Linked DNA regions of Arachis hypogaea: region 2 is linked to region 1. Evidence: chromatin contacts called from public Hi-C data. All regions are on one chromosome and are shown on one strand. Each heading gives the region's core, a stretch centred on a gene start, on an enhancer-like site or on the middle of the called end of the contact. The rest is flanking DNA. Distances are from core to core; before and after follow the strand shown. Region 1 holds the start of LOC112790542 (mitogen-activated protein kinase kinase 6). Region 2 overlaps LOC112790552 (auxin response factor 19).

Evidence for each region. Hi-C and Micro-C count contacts between places; a contact is called where the count stands out from the background.
Region 2: a contact with region 1 is called in a Hi-C map of leaf, with 5 times the contacts expected there. The contact joins the enhancer-like site here to the promoter of LOC112790542 in region 1. A contact is called at or near these places in 2 of 8 Hi-C or Micro-C datasets (both in leaf).

What each region holds. Positions count from the first base shown.
Region 1 is chr3:50,674,885-50,679,600 of arahy.Tifrunner.gnm2.J5K5, reverse strand. It overlaps LOC112790542 (mitogen-activated protein kinase kinase 6), which reads right to left and starts at 2,508. Exons shown (of 9, transcript XM_025832989.3): 1 at 2,225-2,508; 2 at 1,054-1,166; 3 at 702-786; 4 at 213-347. The coding sequence starts at 1,133.
Region 2 is chr3:51,243,547-51,248,262 of arahy.Tifrunner.gnm2.J5K5, reverse strand. It overlaps LOC112790552 (auxin response factor 19), which reads left to right. Exons shown (of 14, transcript XM_025832997.3): 12 at 1-965; 13 at 1,203-1,393; 14 at 1,485-2,047. The coding sequence ends at 1,665. Among protein-coding and RNA genes, the nearest start is that of LOC112790552, 8.6 kb to the left of the region's middle. Within about 2 kb of position 2,527, at least 3 of the 3 cell types and tissues checked have open chromatin away from gene starts, as enhancers often do.

The DNA of each region.
Region 1 (4,716 bases), core at 1,259-3,758:
CCAAACCTGATCTTTTAGATAGCTGCCGTATTAAGATGAACATGTGAAACAAACTTCTGAAATAAGCATTGCACTTGTTTCAAAATTTTCATGTCATGAATCCATTTGTTTTAGAAAGGAACTTTAAGGAAACTATGTTGACCTTAAAATAATGTGTCAAATAAAAATCAGACGCAATTCAAATAAGGTTATTAAGTGCAGCATGTACTCGCCTTCAGAGCAAACAATCTTCCAACCCACTTATGTTGAACAAGTTGTACTACGCCACCACTACCTTTTCCAATCACTTTGATGGTCTCAAGGTCATCAAGGGAGAAATCGAATTCCAGTTCCTTACCATCAGAAGGCTGTCCAAACAGGAAAATTACAAGTCTAAGATTAGATGCTACAAAGAAAATGAAATTGAATCAAAGTCATCAAAATTGAAACTAACAATAATTGCTGCAAACGATAGTGCAATGTACATTGTTGAAGAAACTAGTAGAGAAAATTGCAACCAAGTAATCAAAACTGAACACCATAACTGATTGAAGATAAGCAATGTAGTTTCTAGATCCTAATAAAACAATGGAAGCTGGCTTTGAAATTCAACTCATTAGGCAAAATTTATGCAAAATTGAAAATAGTATATATATATATATATATATATTAGATTAGAAAGTAGAAACAACAAATGGGAATGTGGAAGAAATAAGAGCTACCCTTGATTCTTTCTCTTCAGATATGAGACGCAGTCCTTTCTGATTTAACAGCAGATCTCCATCATGGAACGTGCCACTTGCAGTCCTGATATAAAGAAAGTTTTCTTCTCATATAAAGAAGACAATTTCCCAAGCTCAAAACATGAAAAAAACAAGTAATCTAAGATACTGCATGTTGGAATTGTTGTCAAACTAACCCACGTGCTAAACTAGTATATTTTGGTAGGTAGCAACAACAAAGCATAAAGAGTGACATAAAGCTAAGGACGGCAATTTTACATGCGAATTTAAGTGGTGAAGCTAAGAAGACATGGGTGAGTGTTAATAGAGAAGATAGAGAGAATATAATTACAGGAATGAAGTGATGGGTGTTTCTTGAGCAGGAACAGCAAGCTTGAGCTGCTTCAATGGTGTTTTGGTCTTCATCTTCATTTGTTTCTTCGTTATTTCAGTGTCAAAGAAATGCTGAATTGATTCAACAATTTGAGCGCACAGAAAGAGGAAGAGAAAGTATTAGAAACAGAAGGAAAAAAACAAAGGTGGGGATACTTTTGGTATATTAGATTTATAGTGAGCATAACTTTGGTATATCATTAATTCAAATGAGGATGACCGCCAATATAATTTCTGCGTTATTTTATAGGGAATTGGATGGCATGGTCTTTAATTAAATAGTTTATCAAAGATAAACTGTAAGTCATTCAATTGACATACGTTATGTAACCAAGTAAGTCATTCAGAGGCCAACACTAAGACATATTCCCAAGTTCCTCCAACTTCTCAATTATTATGCTTCCCTTCATACTCGGCTGAAAGCTCATAATAATCTTGAGCCTATTAAGCATCAAATTGTTGAAACTATAAACCACAACATTCCTATATGTACTGGAAGTGAAAAAAAAAAAAAAAAACACCTTACAAAACAAAGCAGAATTTGTAGTTCCTTTTTGAGTCAGTGAGAATCATTAAGTATGTAACATGTTTGAGAATACTTGTGCATATTAAAATTCTCCACCCTTTTCTAGAATCAAAAGATAAAAAAATTAACAGGAGAGAAAAAAATGGAGCAGATTTTGTACATCATATCAAACTGGAACTGAATTTATTTACTTAAGAGTTTGTATTTATTTGGAGCTCCAAAACACATATCAAAAAGAGTAGAGGCCTTTGGTAGTAGATTACTGTTTCTGTTGCATTCAAATTGCTAGAATTGAAGAAAATTACGAGTAAATGAGGCTGAAACATTGAGGTACTGCTATGATAGTGTGACACAGCAAAAATCTACATAGTGATTCAAAAACTGTATAGTCAAAAGTGAACATTTTCTCAAATCCAGGGGACACAATGATATACAGATCAAAAGGGAAATGTTCAAACACCAACAAGGACTAATGTTTCCATGAAATTTGAAATAGGGTCTGAGAAATCAGTTAAAATTGAACGAACACAGCACCAGAAAATCAACTAACTAATCAAGCAAATTAACAAGTCAACACAACACAGCAAAGAGAGGACTCACCTACCAGAATTTCGGTGACAACGGCGAGCAGAACGGCGACGAGGGAGAGAAGCAGTACGGCGATCACGGCAAAGCAGCACGGCGACCACGGACGGTGGCAACCAGAATTGTGGTGAGTAGATCGGAAGGAGCTAGGGTTTGAGGTGTGTCATAGTGCAGAGCATGTGTGACTTTGTTTAGAATTTAGACTAGAGCATAGAGTTTAGACCGTTGAGAGTTGAGACTGAGACAGTAAAGGAGCCAAAAGGAAGTAAGGAACACTTTACTAAGCTAGCCAGCTTATCTTTTCCTTCAATTAAGTTGGCGCCCGCAGATAATTTAAACTAGTCTTTTTCTTTTTATTTATCTATTATATATTATATGTGTTGAGTTTGAAAAAGTGAAATAATGAGCAAATATTATTTAAATATAAATTAGAAAATTATTAAAATATTATTAATTGTTTAAATTGCTTCCAATGATTTGTTTTATGTTTTTGTTAGTATGCACGAAGCAAATTAGTTTTTAATATTGGGCTAAGATGCAATCAAACCCAATTTAATTATTGAATGGCGAGCCTTATACAAAATTTATTTCATAAATAGTGGCTAATATTAAAAGAGAAAGAGATCCAAAGAGGCTCAAGTGATGAGAGCCAGTTTGGTTACTAAACAAGTTTAGTCCAATAATAATTGTTCACTTCAAGTGGCTAAACAATTAAAAAGCAAAAAAAAAGAAGAAAATGGCCCAAAACCTTAGTCGTTTAGTGGTCATAAACCAAAGAGAATTCAAATTGTCAAAGTTATCATTCTTGGTTATTGAAAGTAAAAATCCAATTGAGTTTAATTTCATTAAAATTATGCTTCGGTTATTAATTCCTTGGTAACCGCAACTCCAAATTCAATTCAATTTAATTTGCATTGATGACTTCCAATGAAAGCTGTTCTCTGTTCTCTTTCCTCTCTCTTTCTTTCGGTCACATCTTTCATTAAAAAAAAAAGAAAGAAGAAAATTAAAGCCACAGAGAAAAGCCTATGTAGAAAGGCTAAGAAAGATTATTTCCATAGAAGGAAAGATTTGAAGAAAGGCTTAAAGATTTGTTGCCAAGGAAGGAAAGAAATGCATCGGTTCATGAAGCAAATCTATCTTGAAAGCGCAACAAAGATTCATTTCCATTTTTGTGAAAAAGATAGCCTTTGAGTCTCAGGTCGGGAAGAAGTAAAAATGGGAAGCTTGAAGCCAGGCTGGGTCAGACACTTATCAATATTCAGAATCAATTCTTGGGGCCAAAGTCAAGATCAATGGCCACGATTGAAGAAAATAGATGAAAAAGGTTGAGAGAGGTACATACATGTAGTTTCGATTTTTTCTCTCTTTTTCTTTTGTTTAAATTGTGACTTAACTTATGTTGGAGAAGAAGTTGCTGGGTTGGTTGAACCGGTTTCAACTTTGGAAGCTTGCCCTTCTATAATAAGGGTGAACGGCCAAGGGTTGAGATCAAGAAGTGAGAGCACACGTTTGGGTTCCCAGAGCTATTTGAGCTAGTTATTCTTCTCCTTCATGGCTTTTATTGAATATTTTTTTTCTCAGTGAGTCTGTCTGTGTTTCATTGGTAAAAGACAAAATGTGAGATTTTGAAAAAAAAAATCCAATGAGTGGAAAAAAGGTAGAGAGTTAAAGAAAAATCCGTAGTTATCTAAAAAATTCTTTGTATGTATTTTCATTTTGTTGTCATGATCCTGAGGAGATTCCCTTGCAAGTTAGGTTAGCACTTTGTGGTTGAAAGCTAGGTTTGAGTCTTACTCAAGTTCAGGTTGGGTTAGAATCTGGACTTGTTCCCTTGCAAGTTGGGTTAACACTTTGCAGTTGAAAGCTTAGTTTGAGTCCAAGTTAGGTTCATATTGGGGATAGAATCTGGATTTGTCCCAGATAGGAATGGGTAGTTCCTAGGGAGAAGTTGGTGTTTGTAATCTTGAAAAAGAGATAATGAAATTCCATTATTGTTGTGGTGGAGACTGGATGTAGGCCACACTGCATCTAGTGGCTGAATCAAGATATATCTGGTGTTAATTCTTCTTCTCTACTCATTTCTCTGTTTCTGTTAATCAGGAGACGAAAACAAAAGTGTCTCTCAACTCGACACGAGACAAAAGCAGAAATATCTCCTAAAGTTTGGTTGAAAAATCAGAGATTGAGATTCAGCAAAAAAGGGGTTAAGATTCAACACCCCTTCTCTTAGCCACTGATTACCATCAATTGGTATCAGAGCTTGGTCTCAAAGAGACCAAGCTTCATAGTTTGGAGGAAAGATCTTGATGGTGAACAACATGGATTTCAACACAGTGGCTTATACTCTGACAGAATGATAATCCAACAACAGATATCCATTCTTCAAAAAAAAAAAAAAAACCAGTCACTGATGGTGGTGTCACTCCTAAAACCGAAGCAGATTGGAACAAAGATGACAAGAAGGTGAAACTAAATGTCAAGGCTATTAACATGCTGAACCGTGCAACC
Region 2 (4,716 bases), core at 1,278-3,777, 570 kb before region 1:
AGTTACAGTTACAGCTGCTGCAGAAACTGCAACAGCAGCAGCAGCAGCAGCAACAGCAACTTATTTCAACATCTAGTCCACTTTTGCAGTCACAGCTTCTGCAGCAAAAAAATACTCATCTGGCAAACCAGCAACTACCACAGCTGCCTCAATCGCAGCATCAACCTCAACAGCTCGGAAATAATTCATTCCCAATGGAGAAGCTTCTCAACAGCAACAGCTTCTCTTCTTCGTCTCTAATGCAATCGCAACAGCTTTCGGTGAACCAACCAACCCTGAATGCACAGAAATCAGTTATAACTAGTAGAGCTCCTTCTAGTCTTACCGATGTAGACGTGCCATCATGCTCGACTTCACCGTCTACTAATACCTGCCAGATATCTCCACCAAATCTCATGAAAAGAAATCAACAAGCACCAACCACATTCGGGGGGATTTCGGTAGTTGAGCCGACTAATAATTTGGTGCAAGAGCTTCATAATAAGTCTGATATGCCGATAAAACATGAATTATCCGGCATAAAAGGCCCTGACCAGCTTAAGTATAAAGGTACAATCAGTGATCAGCTGGAAGCTTCTTCGTCCGGAACATCTTACTGTATTGATCCGGGTAGCATCCACCAGAACTTCCAACTTCCAAACTTCTGCATGGATGGTGATGTTCAATCGCATCCTAGACAAAATCTACCATTTGCCTCCAATCTTGATGGACTAGCAGCGGATACCATGCTCTCAAGAGGTTATGACTCTCAAAAAGATCTTCAAAACTTGCTGGCTAACTATGGCGGTGCTCCAAGAGACATCGAAACAGAGCTGTCCACTGCCGCCATCAGCTCGCAGTCATTTGGGGTGCCGAACATGCCTTTCAAGCCTGGTTGCTCAAGTGATATTCCCATGAACGATGCTGGGGTTTTGAATAATGGCTTATGGGCTAACCAGACTCAGAGAATGCGAACATATACCAAGGTTTGTATTCCTTGACAAATTTATAAATAATTTGAATTTACAATACTTATCGAGACATATGTACAAGAAATTATGCTAAAATATAAATTTGAATATGCTTTTGACATCACTTTAATTGCATACTTGCATATGCAATCTTAGACCCTATATTCTTGAAGTCTTTGTCATCCGGAAACTAACCTCGAATTCTTTGACCTTATCTGCATGTGTTTCGAACTTTCAAAACATATTTTGCAGGTTCAAAAATGTGGTTCTGTTGGAAGATGTATCGACGTCACGCGATACAAAGGATATGATGAACTCCGCCACGATTTGGCTCGAATGTTCGGGATTGAAGGGCAGCTAGAAGATCCTCAAAGGACCGAGTGGAAACTAGTATATGTGGATCATGAGAATGACATTCTTCTTGTTGGTGATGACCCGTGGGAGTAAGTAGTAAAATCATTGTATTTGTCATCATCTTCTTTCTCACTCATTATCAAATATTTTTCTTAACCTTCAAGTTATAATTCCTTGCAGAGAATTCGTAAGCTGTGTTCAGAGCATAAAGATATTGTCGTCCGCCGAGGTGCAACAAATGAGTTTGGATGGGGATCTAGGCCAAGTTCCAATCCCTAATCAAGCATGTAGTGGCACGGAAGGTGGCAATGCATGGAGGGGACAGTACGACGATAACTCTGCCGCCTCATTTAATCGATAAGGATGTCAAGTATGACATTTTTGAACCAGCCAACATGTATATTTTCAGAGATGGAGGACTAACTTAACCCTTAAAATTTCTTCTTGGTGCTTTCCATAGGTCACAGATTGAGACATAATTCACTTCTAAAAGATGCTGTTGATAGCATACTATAGAAGTTTAGATACTTAGATTAATGTTAGAGATCCTTCCTTTGAATATGCCATTGTTGTGAGTGCTAATGAAATAGTGCTTGGTTAGAATTCTTTTTCTTTTCCCCCCTCTGGTCTCAAATTTGTATTTTATTTTATTTTAATTTTTTTTGTCAAAGGTTCAGGCATATAGGTTTGCTGGTGTATAATGTGACGGTTTCTTATATAAAGATTTTTATATTTTATTTTTAGCTTGCACCTCTTGTAAATCTTTGGTTGCTAAAAGGGTCGGTGGGAAAATGAGATGATCAATTGATGAAACATGAAAACTATGCATTGCAGTTCTTGCCTGCTGCTTTTTCTGTACACAGCTAAATTATGGAGAAGGCCATAATGAAATATGAAAAGCTCATTTGTTGCTTTCAAATCTTTTTGCAATTTTGGGCATAGAGTCCTTTCTGGCTCCATAGCTCTCAGTTTTTACCAGGGTAGTGTTTCCCTGTTTGGAACACCGTCGATAAATAATCTACCGCCAAGACAACAATATTTTGCTATACCAATATAGGGACGAGAACATTTTTATCTTTTTTTTTTCGGTAAACATTTTTATCTTTTTATTGTTATTTATCTTTATCTTTTGTCTTAAAAAAGTGAGGCCTTTGGAAACACTTGCATATCTGTTTCGGTCTCTTTCTATCCTTGTATGCCTATCCAATAGAATTTTTTTTTTGTGGTTCCCTATAGGCATTTTTTGTTTGGTCATACCCTATAGACAATTTTCAAACACTAATTCAGTGGCTCAATATGGTAGTCGTAACTTTGGTTTAGCAAAGAATTTTGAAATGGTAGTTATATATTTTTTTAAAAGCAAAAGTATTTCATTTCTCGTTTAGTAGGTAAAAAAAGTATTTCACTTTTGAGAACACATAAGATGATGTTTTTTTAAAATTGGTTTATGTTATGATATTATTTTTAAATATTTAAGCTAATAAAAATAGATATATGAATAATTATATTTCTCTAGTATGCCTTCTCATATGAGAGTTTCTTTTGAGTTTGTGTAATTTTGTGCATAAACTTTTCTCTTTTATATCTGTTTTATGCTGATTTCTTTTTTTTTTTTTTTTTGTCAGCAAGGTTCACTCTAAACCTTTAGGTTGTAGAAGTTTTGATATCATATTATGATGCTAATTCTCCCAAAAAACTGATAGGATCGAAGGAGACAAAAAAATGTATTCAACTTAGATTAGATTTTTTGTGTAAATTCACAACCAATCATTCGAATGTTAAAGATCTTACACATTGACGCTAGCAACTAAATTTTGATGTGTCCATCTTGTTTCTTCCACTTGTACTCCATTGTCATTGTTCCTGAGTTTCGATCTAGTTTGGTCCAAACTTCTCTAAAGTTTCTATGCTTGTGAGATGATCTAGGAGCTCGTAACATGGTAGAAAATTCAGTGCATCTATCTTTAGTGCTACCAATACCAAAAAGCTTTGAATTTCTTGCATTTGTATTTGGATTTGAGTATTGGTGTGATCACTTGTGAACTTGCTTCGGAAACCATGGAGTGCTCTGATATCATGAGAGAGAGAGAGAGTTAAAACAATGTTAATCTAAGAAATATTTTTTTATGCTAATATTAATGCACGAACATTAAAGGATAAAGTATACTTTTATCCTTAATGTTTTTGAAAATTTTAAAAAGATCCCAAATATTTAATTAGCTTTAATTTTGTCCCGAATATTTTCAAAAGGTTATAATTTTACTCCTATCATTAATTTTTCGACAGTCAATAATCAATTGATTTTTTTCCAATTCTAACCCTAATTCTCATTATTGTCATCTTCATTATCTTTATTTTTTTTTTCTCTCCATCATTACCATCACCACCACCCCGAACTACAATCCATTGCCTGTCGCCCCTTCACCACCATGCATTATTTGTCATTCTTACACTGCATTGAGCCCAAATTTTTTTTTTCATTCCCAAGCTTTTATTTTATTTCTCACTTTCTCTCTATTTCAATTACAATGAAAATAAAGAAAGAGATGGTCTTTATTTCAAGAGCGTGGAAATGCAACGTTTCGATTCCAATTCCACCGGCTTTCAACCCTTCTCTTCGTCTTCTTTCTTTTCATAGCCTTCACTTGAGCCCCAATCCCACCCGACCTGAACTTTCACTCCTTCCTTCTCTTTGTCTTCCTTCTTTGATACCATGGACCTCATTGGGATAATTGAAAAATGCCACTATTGCATTGTAACTCGCCATCATTGTTGTTTGTTCTTGAGTTTGTAGTTGATGGAGATGTCCATGAATGATGGTAAAGGTGAGACAAAGATGAGATCTATGGGATCAAAGGTGTAAGATGAAATGACAATGACTAGTGGCAGCTAGAGGGGGAGGAAAGGCAATAGTGATGAGAGCAACAGGTGAGGGAGGTGGAGGTTGGTGGCTTGGTGGGGTTAATGGGGTTGGAATAGGTTAGGAATTAGATAGATAGAAATTAGAATTAGATTTTTTATCAAAAAAAAAGGGAAAAATAGAATTTGACTGATTGGTGACGGTTAAAAAATTAATATTAAAGGTATGATTGGAACTTATTTAAAATGTTAAGAATTAAATTAAATTAAATTAAACATTATAAATAATTTTAAAAAAATTTAAAAATATTATATTAAATCAAATTAAACATTATAGATAATTTTAAAAAATTTGAGAGACAAAAAGCATACAAAGAATAAACATTTGTTCAAAACAATTTGAAGATTCTTGAGCAACGCATTGAATCATGTATTGATTAAAGAAACATTGTCCTTAAATCTGTAAACCAATTTAATAACTCATTCGGAAAATAAAATACACATTTTAGGTGATGCTAACATGTATATGCAACCATTTTAAATTAACGCTACC